Regions from separate parts of the Oryctolagus cuniculus genome. Here region 1 is linked to region 2. The links are chromatin contacts, called in public Micro-C maps. All regions are on one chromosome and are shown on one strand. Each heading gives the region's core, a stretch centred on a gene start, on an enhancer-like site or on the middle of the called end of the contact. The rest is flanking DNA. Distances are from core to core; before and after follow the strand shown. Region 1 holds the start of CYB5A (cytochrome b5 type A). Region 2 holds the start of CNDP2 (carnosine dipeptidase 2).

The links. Hi-C and Micro-C count contacts between places; a contact is called where the count stands out from the background.
Region 1: a contact with region 2 is called in a Micro-C map of ear pinna, with 4 times the contacts expected there. The contact joins the promoter of CYB5A here to the promoter of CNDP2 in region 2. A contact is called at or near these places in 2 of 6 Hi-C or Micro-C datasets (ear pinna and an unstated tissue).

The regions. Positions count from the first base shown.
Region 1 is chr10:4,460,749-4,466,909 of mOryCun1.1, reverse strand. CYB5A (cytochrome b5 type A) reads right to left here and starts at 1,286. Exons shown (of 6, transcript NM_001171263.1): 1 at 1,142-1,286. The coding sequence starts at 1,270.
Region 2 is chr10:4,281,517-4,286,995 of mOryCun1.1, reverse strand. It overlaps CNDP2 (carnosine dipeptidase 2), which reads left to right and starts at 1,595. Exons shown (of 12, transcript XM_008261467.4): 1 at 1,595-1,703; 2 at 4,529-4,619. The coding sequence starts at 4,560.

The DNA of each region.
Region 1 (6,161 bases), core at 37-2,536, 180 kb before region 2:
AGGTCATGCAGGGAAGACACACGGGCTTTCCTTATCGCGCAAAGACTCCCTGCGACTGCTGGAGTCTACTGATCAAAAGGGGAAAGACAGGAAGGCGAGGGGAGAGAGTCAGGAGAACGGCCCACTTCTGCGCCCAAGGTCGGTCTGCAATCAACACTGCTGGTCCCATCAAAGGAAGGGAAAAGGAGGAAGCTGGGGAGAAGTAAAAGCAGCGGGGGGGGGGGGGGGGGGGGGGTCAGTGCTGCCTAAGATTTACCGCTGGGCGGTGAGCATCCCACATGGAGGGCCTGGTCCCGAACCCAGTCATCCGACACCAGCTGCCCACAGGCACAGACCCTGGGAGGCAGCAGCGATGTCACTGGGCTCCTGGCACCCACGTGGGAGACCTGGCTGCACCTGGCACCTGGAGAGCCAGCCAGGGAAAGGGAGCGCCCGCGCCGGGGGTCCCTCATTCTTCCTGTAGATTCATGACTCGAACTCCCCCAGAGTGATGCGGTCCCAGAGATGGTCAGGGACAAGCACCGCTCGGAGTGGGCAGTGACAAGGATAATCTCATAAAAAACAACACGTCTGACCACAGGGAGTGTTCTCCCTTGCAGGCATGCCAAGTTGCTTTACGAGGCCCGGGTCCCACCCGCCGAACTTTGACTCCCGGTCCCTGGCCTCTTCCTGGGCTTCAGCAAGCCGCAGGCCCGTGCTCGCCGCCAAGCTGCACCGGGCGCGGCTCGCGCAGGGAGCGCGGCCCGGACCCCGGCGCGCTGTCCCCAGCGGCTCGCGGGAGGGAGAAGCCCACCAAAGCGGAGACCCCGCGCAGCCCAACTCGAGCACAGAGCGGATCTTCTCACCCTACTCACAGCAGGGCAGCTCAGCACCTGGCAGCAAGGCAGGACTGGGGGGCGGGGGGCTACAGGGGCTCCCGCGGCAGGAACGCAGGCGAGGGTCCTCGGCGCGTCCCCAGGTGCGCGGCCGTGGGCAGGGCTCCCCGAGACGCCCGCCCAGGGGTGCAGAGCCGGGACAGCGGTGCGTCCAAGGTGAGCGCGCTCAGCTGTGCAGACCAGGGGTGCAGCTCCCGCGGGGCGTGCGGCGCCGACACAGGGAGCCCCCCAAGCCCGGCCACGCGGCCCCCGGCCCCCCAACTTACCTCCTCCAGAAATTTGGTCAGATCGTACACCTTGTGGTGCAGGATCAGCCAGGTGCTTTTGCTGTGGTTGTGCTTCTTAATCTCTTCTAGGGTGTAGTACTTCACGTCTTTGTCTGACTGCGCAGCCATCTCTGCACGAGGCGGACCAGGCCCTGCACTCACAGCCGTACCGGGTGGAGCGGGGCAAGCGTCTCAACCAGCTCCGCCCGGGACATTCCCCGCGCACCCGGCCCGGCGCCCGACACAGGGCGGTGGCGCGGCGGAGGAGGGGCGGGCGCCGCGAGGCCCCCGAGGATTGGCCAGGAAGCTTATCGCTCAAGGGGCTCCGCCCTCGGCCGACCCTCTGCTCCAGCCCGAGCGTGCCCCGCGCCCAACGCGCAGGTTCTGATTGGCTGCGGGAGCTGCCCTTCACAGTCACCCGGCGGCGGGGGGGCGCGGGGGGCGCGGAGGGCGGGCGGGGCTTCGCTGAGACTGCGCAGACGGCGGCGAAAGATGCGCGGTGGGGGACAGGGTTCTCCCCGGGGAGGGTAGCGACCTCGGCTCGCAGTGGCCGGCGTTTGGTGAGGGGCGGCCGTCAGTGGTCGTCCTCCGCATCCGCAGACGTTGCGGAGACGCTGGATGGGACGGGAGCCTCCCCTCGGCTTCCCGCGGAGCACACGTCCCAAATGCCCGCTGCGGACCGCGGGGTCGCGTCCCTGACCTCCGCCCGGGGACTTGAATTCTTCCCGTACGAAGTAGGGCATGAGTCTGCCGCTCTGAGGAAGCGTGTGCGCCTCCCGGCCGTCCGCTCCCGCGTCCTGAGGAAGCGGGAAGAAGCGCTCCTTCGACAGGGCACGCGGGCCCCTCCCGCAGTGGTGGTGGGCTGCAAAAGGCCTGGCCCCGGGGTGACCACGGAGTCCCTCCTGCCCGAGCGTCGGCAGGGCCTGCAGGCAGCCCTAGCCCAGGAGGAAGAAAAGCATTCCAAAAATACATGTGCGTCCCCTTGTGCTCGCCAGGAAAACATTCCCAAGTGTGACACTTTGGTATTAAGAGATGTTTCTAAGGACTGAGTAGTGCTAAGAAGGTAAACTGTTTGCACTGTGATACTCGGCTTGAGTCACGCATAATACACAGCTGCTTTATTTCACTCCAACCAATGCAAACGAAAACGCTGAGATGATGGCCTGGAAGTCCTGTGCTTTCTTTAACCTTTACTTCTCAGAGAATCACAGGTTCACAAGAAGCTGCGAAAGTAATAGAGAGGTGCCATGCACCCCACACCCATCCTGCAATGGTTACACCTTAATTTATAGCACAGGATCAAAACCAGGAAGTTGACATTCTGTACAGTTCTGTCCTGACTTAGGACTTGCGTAGATTTGTGTTACCTCCACTACCACTACGTCGGAACAGTTGTGGCACCACAAGGGCTCCCAGGTGCTACCCACTTACAGCCACACCCACTTCCTTTGCAAACCATCCCTGACCCAGACAACCAGGCATCTGTGTTCCATGTACATAACTTTACCGTTTCAAGAATGTTATACGAATGGAATCATACGGCATACGGCCATTTGAGGATGGCTTTTTCACTTGGCGTACTATGCCTTTGGGATCCATCATTGTAAGTGTACTCATAGTTCCTTCTCATTAGTCAGTGTTGCTACATGGTAGGTAGGTGCCAGAGGATCACAGTTTGTTTAACCAATCACCGTCTGAAGGATATTTTCGTTGTTTCCAGTTTCAGGCTATTACAGCAAAGCACCTGTGAACAATCATACGCAGGTTTTTATGTAAACAGGTTTTATTTCTCTAGGATAAATGCCCAGGAGTGACCACTGGGACACTTAGTAAGAGTATCCTGAATTGCCAAACACCTTCCAGAGTGTATCATGCTATGTTCTTGTCAGCGGTGTGTGAGAGACGCAGCTTCCTGCCCTCCCCAACGTTTGGTCCCATCACTGTTGTTTATGTTACATATTCTAACATTTGTATGTGATCTTCAAAGAAATGTCTCTTCAAATCTTTTGTCCATTTTTTAGAAGGTCTTCCTTCCGTTGGTTCGTCCCCCCAATGGCCACTATGGCCAGCGCTGCGCCAATCCGAAGCCAGGAGCCAGGTGCTTCTCCTGGTCTCCCATGCGGGTGCAGGGCCCAAGGACTTGGGCCATCCTCCACTGCCTTCCTGCGCCACAGCAGACAGCTGGACTGGAAGAGGAGTGAGCGGAACAGAACCGGCGCCCCAACCAGGGCTAGAACCCAGAGTACCGGCACCACAGGCAGAAGATTAGCCTAGTGAGCCATGGCGCTGGCCTGTCCATTTTTAAATAATGGACTTTTTAATCTTGAGCTTTAAGAAGCATTTTTATAGGCAGATGGTTTCTGACTTATGATGGTTCAAACTATTGCTTTTTTTACTTTATGATGGTGTAAAAGTGCTGCACATTCAGCAGAAACTATACTTTCAGTTTTGAAGTTGGGTCTTTTTCCAGGCTAGTGATGCACAGTACAATCCTCCCTGGCCTTGCAGTCATGAAATTAAACAGCGGGTGCTCTGCAAAGTCTTGTGTGGCTAAGCTGTTCTCTGCAGTAGGTTGGATGTACTAACTACACTTTCAACACTCATATTTTCAGCTCCCAATGGGTTCATTGGCTTGTATCTGGAAGGTGTCCGGCACGTAACAAATCTTCCCAGCCAGATGAATCAATATATAGGCTTTTATTGAGATTCCACTCCCAGGCGAGGTTCACCGGTCCCAACAGAGCTGGGGGCCGGGGAAGTTGCGTGTCAGAGGTGGGGAGGGCTCCTTTTATAGATACAGGGCGTGGGGGTTAGAGGTGGAGGCGGGTCTGATCCTCGTTGGTTGACCTTTAGGCACCCGCGGGGACCTTGACAAAGACTTTTCGTTCCCGGAAGTGCGGGTAGGGACTCTCCATTCCTGAAAATGTAGGCCTTCCCTCCTTGCGGATCCCAAAGCTACCAGTATCTTGTCATAAGTTAACCACAAATGAGTCCATTGCCAGATATGTGGTTGGGGAACACTTTCTCCTAGTTTGTAGTTTGCCTTTCAATCTTCCTAGTCTTTCTCAAAGAAAAAAGTTTTTAATTTTGAAGATGTCCAATTTATCCCTTTTTCACTGATGGATCATGCATTTAGTGCTCTAAGAATTCTTTCTAAGCCCCAGGTTCCAAATATTTTCTCAAATGTTTTAAGATTTGTACAGTTTATAATCCATTTTGAGTTCATTTTTGTGTAAGGCATTAGACTTACATAGAGGTTATTTTTCTTATATCTAATTGCTCAACAACCACTTGTTGACAAGACTATTCTTCCTCCATTGTACCTTTGTCAAAATTCACTGTACTTGTATGGGGCTAATTCTGAATTCTCTCCTATAGTTCCACTGAGCTATGCACCTACCCTTCTACCAACATCTTACAATCATGATGAGGGTAACTAACAATAAATCCTGAAATCAGGTAGAGTGTTCCCTTCAATGTTATTATTTCTCCTCTTATAATCTAGTTCCTTGGCCTTTCCATATAAATTTTATAATAATCTTGTATTTATAAATATATGTGTCTATAAATTGCTTAGATTTTAATAGTAATTTTATTAAACATGTTTGTTTAATTTGGGGAGGATTACTATCTTCCAATCTATGAACACAGAATCTCTTTATTTAGGAATATTCTTTGATATTTTTCATCAACACTTTATAGTTTTAGCATAGAAGCCTTATATTTGTTTTGTTATATTTTCTCCTAGGTATTGCTTTTTGGGGAATGATTATAAATAGTATTGTCTTTCTTATTTGTTTCTACATTTTCATTGCTGACATATGGAAATACAGTTGATTTTTACGTTTTTCTCATATCCTGTGACCTTGCTGAACTCAGCTTTTTGTAGATTTCCTAGGATTTTCTAAGTACACCATTACGTCACCTGCAAATTGTCGCTCCCCCACTTGTGGAGGAACGACACCAGACCCTGCGCTGTTCTCTTTCTCCGGCCCTTCCCGGGTTTGCTGCCGCTCCCCACCGCCACCACCTCCGCGGAGGGGCGGGCACCTCCGCCACTTCGCGGAGGAGTGGCACACCACCGGCCAGCTCTCTCAGGGGTTGCTCAGGGGTTGCTCAGATGTTCCTCCTGCATGTTGGCTCTCTCCTCCTTTATAGTCCTCTTCCACCAATCCCAACTCTGCTGGCGTTCTCTCCCCACGCGCTGAGCACGCTGCTCTCCTCCAATCAGGGGCAGGATCAGCTCCTGCAGCTTGTTAGTCGAATTGGTGAGGCAGCTGTGTGGAAGTTGTTTATTCCCTCTCAGCGCCATATGGTGGGAGATCAGATGCATAGTCTTAATCATCTTAGTGGTCTAGTCCAGTCTCGGTAGTTTCAGTACTTATTTGTCCATAGTCTCTGTACTTATTTGTCTCCCGGGCTACGGGCCCTGCTCCCCACAGCAAATAGTATGCCTTTAATTTACTTCTCTTGTCTTATTTTATTGGTTAGAATATACAGTACTATAGTGAATCACAGTGGTGTGTACATCCTTGTCTTTTTCTTGATCTTGGAAAATAATCAGTTTTATACCACAAAATATGATGTCAGCTGTATGTTTTGTAGATTGAGAAAGTATATCCAGTTCTGTGAATTTGTATCATGAGTGAATATTGATTTTGTCTAGTGCTTTTTCTACATCAGTTGATACGATCACATGACTTTTCTTCTTTAGCCTTTTCAGTGACTGAATACACTGATTTTTAAATATTGAACCAGTCTTGTTGGAATAAACCCCACTTGTCTGTGATATATTCTGTCTCTCTATCCATGTGTGTGTGTATGTGTGTGTGCATACATATACATACATTACATATATACTATATATATAAAATTTTGTTAAGGATTTTAATATTTGTATTTGTGAGATACTTTTACATAGGGGGCTTTTTTCTTCATTTTACTTGAAATACAGAGACAGACAGAGACCCTCCAGCCCCAGTTCACTCCCTAAATGTGCACCAACAGCCAGGACTGGGCC
Region 2 (5,479 bases), core at 346-2,845:
GCATTTACCTGTTTCCCGGGTTCCCAGCCCCTGCTCACCTATGCATTTACCTGTTCTTCTCAACGCCCGTGCTCCGCAGCTCCCGCAGAGAAGCAGAGACACCCAGCTCCCGATGCTGAAGGCGTGTCCGCAGAGGAGAGGTGGGTGTGCAGGGCCACCTGCTGGAGGTTCAGGGCTGCACACACTGGGGCTCGAATGCTAGCTCACTTACTTAACCAAGGCACTGCTGAGGCCGGGGTCTTCAGCTTGAAAAACGACTTTCTAAAGGGCGCCCAGAGAGCCACCAGGACATGGATTCCCAACGGCCAGATCCACAGGAGCCCTGCCCTAGAGCGGCCAGGCCTGGGCGCGGCAGAGCGGGGAGCCGGCCTGTGTTCCCACCAGGCCTCTCTGCTTACGAATCCTGCCCACTGTGACCAGCAGGTAACTGCACCTTCTCTGGGCCAGGCGCTGTTCTAAGCTGTGTATGGTGAGCAGCCCTTTCAAGGCCTAGCCTGTTACAAAGGGACAACCCCAAGTGCCACACTGTATTCTTGGATGACACCCCCCGCCCCAGTCAAGGACACAGGGCACATTTTGCATTTCCAGAACCAGGCTCTAGAATGTTCTACCTTCCACCAACATTTTTCAAGTAAAAGGGTTCTACCTTAAGGGTGAATTTATTATTTTCTTAATATTTACTCAGATTCACAGGAGAAGCCTCTTCACTAATTCTTGCAAACCACGATGAAATATTGTTAACGCATTCGTCTCACTTGGGCCCAAGCCTCCTCCCGGCTCTTGTCAACACAACCCTTGCTCGTTTCATCCCCACCACGTACCCATCGCATTTTGATAAACTGTAGCGGGCTATGGATTCTACGCTACATCACTTCCTTCTGCTGTGGTTCTCACCGAACCCTGTCTCACTCCAGCAAGCCTTTCACATATGGATACCTGAACCACTTTGTTCAAAGCCCAGTTGATAGCATGGAAGGTTGTATCGCCAATAAACTTTGCCTCCTAACATCTAAGAGTTCTTTACCCGAATGTGTAATACACTCAAATGCAAAGAACGACCGCTTGGAGAGGCAGAGACGAGCAGAGCGAGGTCACTCCGCAACGCCCACCTCCTCCGGGCTGGGCTCACAAGCACCAGCGAGAAACCCTGAGCCCCCCGGGGAATCCGACGGCCTCGGACCCAGGCCCTGGAGGGGGCTGGGCAGCTCCCCGGCGCCACCTTGACCCTCAGGCCTGGGATCGCACCGGCTTGGAACCAGCAAACTTGTATTAAAAAACAAGTCATCACGCGGGGCAGCGCCACGTCAGCGGGCCGCGGAGCGACAGCGACCGCCCCCAGGGTGGGCCCAGGATCGCACACCCCACGCCACGAGCCGGACCTCGCCGGACCTCGCCGGACCTCGCCGGACCTCGCCGGACCTCGCCGGACCTCGCCGGACCTCGCCGGACCTCGCCGGACCTCGCCGGACGGGTACACCCGCGGCCACACGCCTCCTCACGCACGCACGCACGCACGCACGTCCCTCCCTGTGCCTCTCGACGCGGAGGGGCGGGGCGACGTCGGTCCTCACGGCGAAACCGGGGATTGGTGGACGGGAGGGTGACGTCGGCCCTCCAGGCGAGGCGGGGCGTCGGTGGGCGGGGCGGGCCCAGGGGCGTGGCCGGGGACACGTGGTACGGAAGCCGCGCCGCGCCTGCCGCCGGTAAGCGGACCTTCTTCGCGGAGCCTTCCCGCTGCCTCTTTGTCCCGGTGGGCGGCCCGAGTCGGGGAGCGGGCCGGGCTGCGAGGGCCCCGGCCAGGCGACGGGCTCGCGCCTCGTTCCTGTGCGGCCGGCCTGCTGTCGGCCTCGGCAGGCCGGAACTGTGGAGGCCGCGCTGTTCCTGGGGCAGGGGGCCGCCCCGGAAGTCCCTGGGGCGAGGCGGCCCCTCGGCAGGGACCCCTACCTCCGTCTCGGTCCCCCGGGTCGTCGCGATGACCTGGACAGCCCCGGGTTCAGGCCTGCGCGACTCCTGGGGGCGGGGTCTGGAGCGGGGCGCCCCGAGGCGAGGTGGGGTTGCGGGGAGCCTGCAGGGCGGGCCTGCCGACAACTCCAGGCTCCCTGCACCCAGGAGTGCCCCCTGCACCAGCGTGTAGGCCCGGAGGCTGGAGCCCCTGAGGGGAGACCCGGATCCCTGGCCGGCTTGCTGATGCGGGCAGGTCTCGCATTGCATCGGCCTCAGTCTCTGTATCTGTGAAATGGGCGACGGCACTCGGTCCGCCTGCGCTGTCGTCCTGGAGTCCCTGGGCCTCGCAGCCAGGGCCCCCAGCCTGCGCTCGCTGCCCAGGTTGGTTTCTGGAGAGCCGTCCTGGTGCACGGGACCTGCCTGGGGCCTGTGTGGGAGGAGGGGAGAGGACAGATCGGTTCACAGTATGTTTGGGGTGGATTTCTAGGAAGACAGGTGGGAAGCCCCACCCGCGTTCTGGTGGCTTTTACATAGACTGAAGCCGTGATTCGTTATCTACTGTATACCTTGAGCTGATGAGGAACAGCATTGGGATTCCCAGCGCTGAGAGAACCCGGGAGCTTTAAAGAGGGAGGCGTGGGCTAAGATTTGCTTCTTTGCAGCCCAGCATTTTGCTGTCAGCTCCACCAGGGAAGAGGACAGTGGGTCCATCTGACTTTGGTGCTGGGGTCGGGGGTGAAACACGGAGAGCGGGCTGCCTGACCCCGGGCCCAGTGGCTGGAGTCAGCGTTGGGAGGACCCGGGCCCAGTGGCTGGAGTCAGCGTTGGGAGGAGCGGCTGCCTCTTCCCCCGCCCGCCCGGCGGCTGCCTGGGTAGCGGAACAGGCCGGCCTTTGTTCTGTCTCCTGCGGTAGAAAGCGCACTTGCACTTTGGATCATTGTATCGTTGAGTGCCTTCAGCTGCAAGGCCGTGGGTTAATTTGACTACAGAGAACTTACTGGTAGTAAGAATGTGTCTCATGGATGTGGGATTTGTGGTACTTTACAAACCCAAGTGAGAAGCCCCAACAGCAGCGTTTCATCCTGCAAACAGGTCGCTTGCATGTGTGCGTTTCATGCAAACAGGTAGCGTGTGTGTGTGTGTGTGCGTGTGTGTGTGCGTACATTTTTGCTGACTGATGGATGAGAGTGTGACGTGTTGGCAGCTGTAAGATGTCTGCAACATCAGCAGTGGACTCTGCTTTTTCCAGCGCCTCCACTGAGTCACGTGAGTGGGCGGGGAGGTGTGCAGGCATGTCCTGCCCTGCTGCTGGCGTTCGAAGGGGGGCAAGAGGGCACTAGGAGCTTAGTCGTCGGAGCTCCTGCCCACACAGAATTCACACGACTTCATGACTGTGCGCGCAGCTGGGGAAGCTTCCTGGGCCTGCCAGGCGGCTGCCAGGCTTGGGGAAAATCACCTGTCCATTTAGAGCTCTCTCTGGGGTCCCACACAAAGAACAGAAAGCTCTTTAGCGGCGGTGTGTCCGTGCGTGGCATTCACCCGGCACCCACGCGGGCGGCCCTGCAGCTGTGGCTGCGATGCACCCGGGGTCCCAGCCGCGCTGCTGCGTCACTAGCCCAGACCTGCCACCACCGTGAGTCTCACCCCTAACGGGACTCCAGACCGTCAGCCGAAGAAAGGGACTGAGCCGGCTTTGAACGTCTCAGCCCCAGAATTACGTTTTCGCTTCGAATTCCTTTCGATTCTTAAGAACATGGCTTCTTCTCCCCCGTACTGTCAGGTGCTGCAGAAGCTGCTAGGTGTCCGGCATGGAAAACCAGTGTAGGAGGTGTGTCCCGCAGGCTGCGGGTCAGCGGCCGCTCCCGTCTTGTGTTCCTGCAGGACAGCATAGGCAGCATCCAGCCCTCGGGCACACCTGGTCCGGCCCTGCCGAGGCAGCCCCCGGCGGGCTGGAAACGCAGCAGACCCGTAGCGGCCGGTTTTTGAGTCGATAATGTTGTGTGGCCTGTGAACGATGTTGTGAATATCCAAATGGCCCCTTGGCAAAAAGAAGAGTCCCCTACCCCCTTGCCCCCCCCCCCCCGGCCGCACATTTGGCACGCTGCCCTCAGCCTGTGCTGTTGGAGGACCAAGAGCACCCACTTCAGAGCTCGTAGCCTTCCATGGGCTGTGTTGGCTGTGTTGCGGGCTTGTGGCTGAAGACACGAGGTGTGCCGAGGTGACTGTCTTCTCTGGGGCAGTAGGAAGTGGAAGGTTCCCTGTGAATAAATCGGCGCTACTGGGCACTTCCTCCTGGGCTTTGCAGCCGGCTCGCCCGCCTCCCCCACCCCCCTGCCGCTGCCTGCCTGCCTCTGCCTGCAGTTTTGTGGAGTTTCCTTCGGGGGGAAGCGGGGTAGTTCCATCCAAGCCTAGCTTTGTCGCTGAAGCCCCAGTCACTTCCCGGAATGTCCTGTGATGAGGGCGTAGCCATGCGGGCTGGAGGGCGGAGCCCTGCTGCACTGCTCCCAGCCCCGGAGCGCCTGCCAGGCCAGTTGCCACCAGTCTTTACCTGAAGGCAGGACTGACCGGTTGCTCTTCCTTCCAGGAATCTCCGAGGTGTGCCGTGCGGCTGAAGGATGTCGGCCCTCAAGACCCTGTTCCAGTACATTGATGACAACCAGGAGCGCTACATCCAGGTAAAAGGAGCTGTAAGACTGGGCTCAGAGGAATCACACTGTTCAAGTCCAGGGTTTGAGAACGCCACCCAGGAATCCCTTCTTATTACACTGACTTTCACGTTTGATTTTCGCCAGGAAGTGTGAGTATATGCTTCCAGTACAGCAAAACTAATGTGAGAGTCTTGTTTAATCTCCACTCTGTTTAGCATATCGTGAGGCGGTCACGTTTTATATTACTCTGCTTTGTGACATTAACTTAAAAAATCATGTTATGGAGTTATTCTTGGTGCACACATTTCAGATGCGATTTTTAGAATTCTTACTCTAAAAATTATAGTTTGGGAAACTTGAACATTGTCAAGATGATAAATAGGCTAACTTGGGCTGTGTAACAATGTTGAGAATTTTCTGTGCCTTCAGTCGTAACTTTGTTAGATTCAGATTCTAGCTTGTCTTTTAACAGTTTACTTTACTGCATTCTTAATGGTTAAAAAAACATAGTCTGGTGCCGGCGCCGCAGCTCACTAGGCTAATCCTCCACCTGCAGCGCCAGCACCCCGGGTTCTAGTCCCGGTTGGGGCACCGGATTCTGTCCCGGTTGCTCCTCTTCCAGTCCAGCTCTCTGCTGTGGCCAGGGAGTGCAGTGGAGGATGGCCCGGGTCCTTGGGCCCTGCACCTGCGTGGGAGACCAGGGGAAGCACCTGGCTCCTGGCTTCGGATCGACACAACGTGCCGGCCGTAGTGGTCACTTGGGGAGTGAACCAACGGAAAAAGGAAGACCTTTCTCTCTGTCTCTCTCTCTCTCTCTCACTGTCTAACTCAAAAAAAAAAAAAAAATACAGTCTGCTGTTTTTCTGTTAGGCTCTAGTTCTGAATAC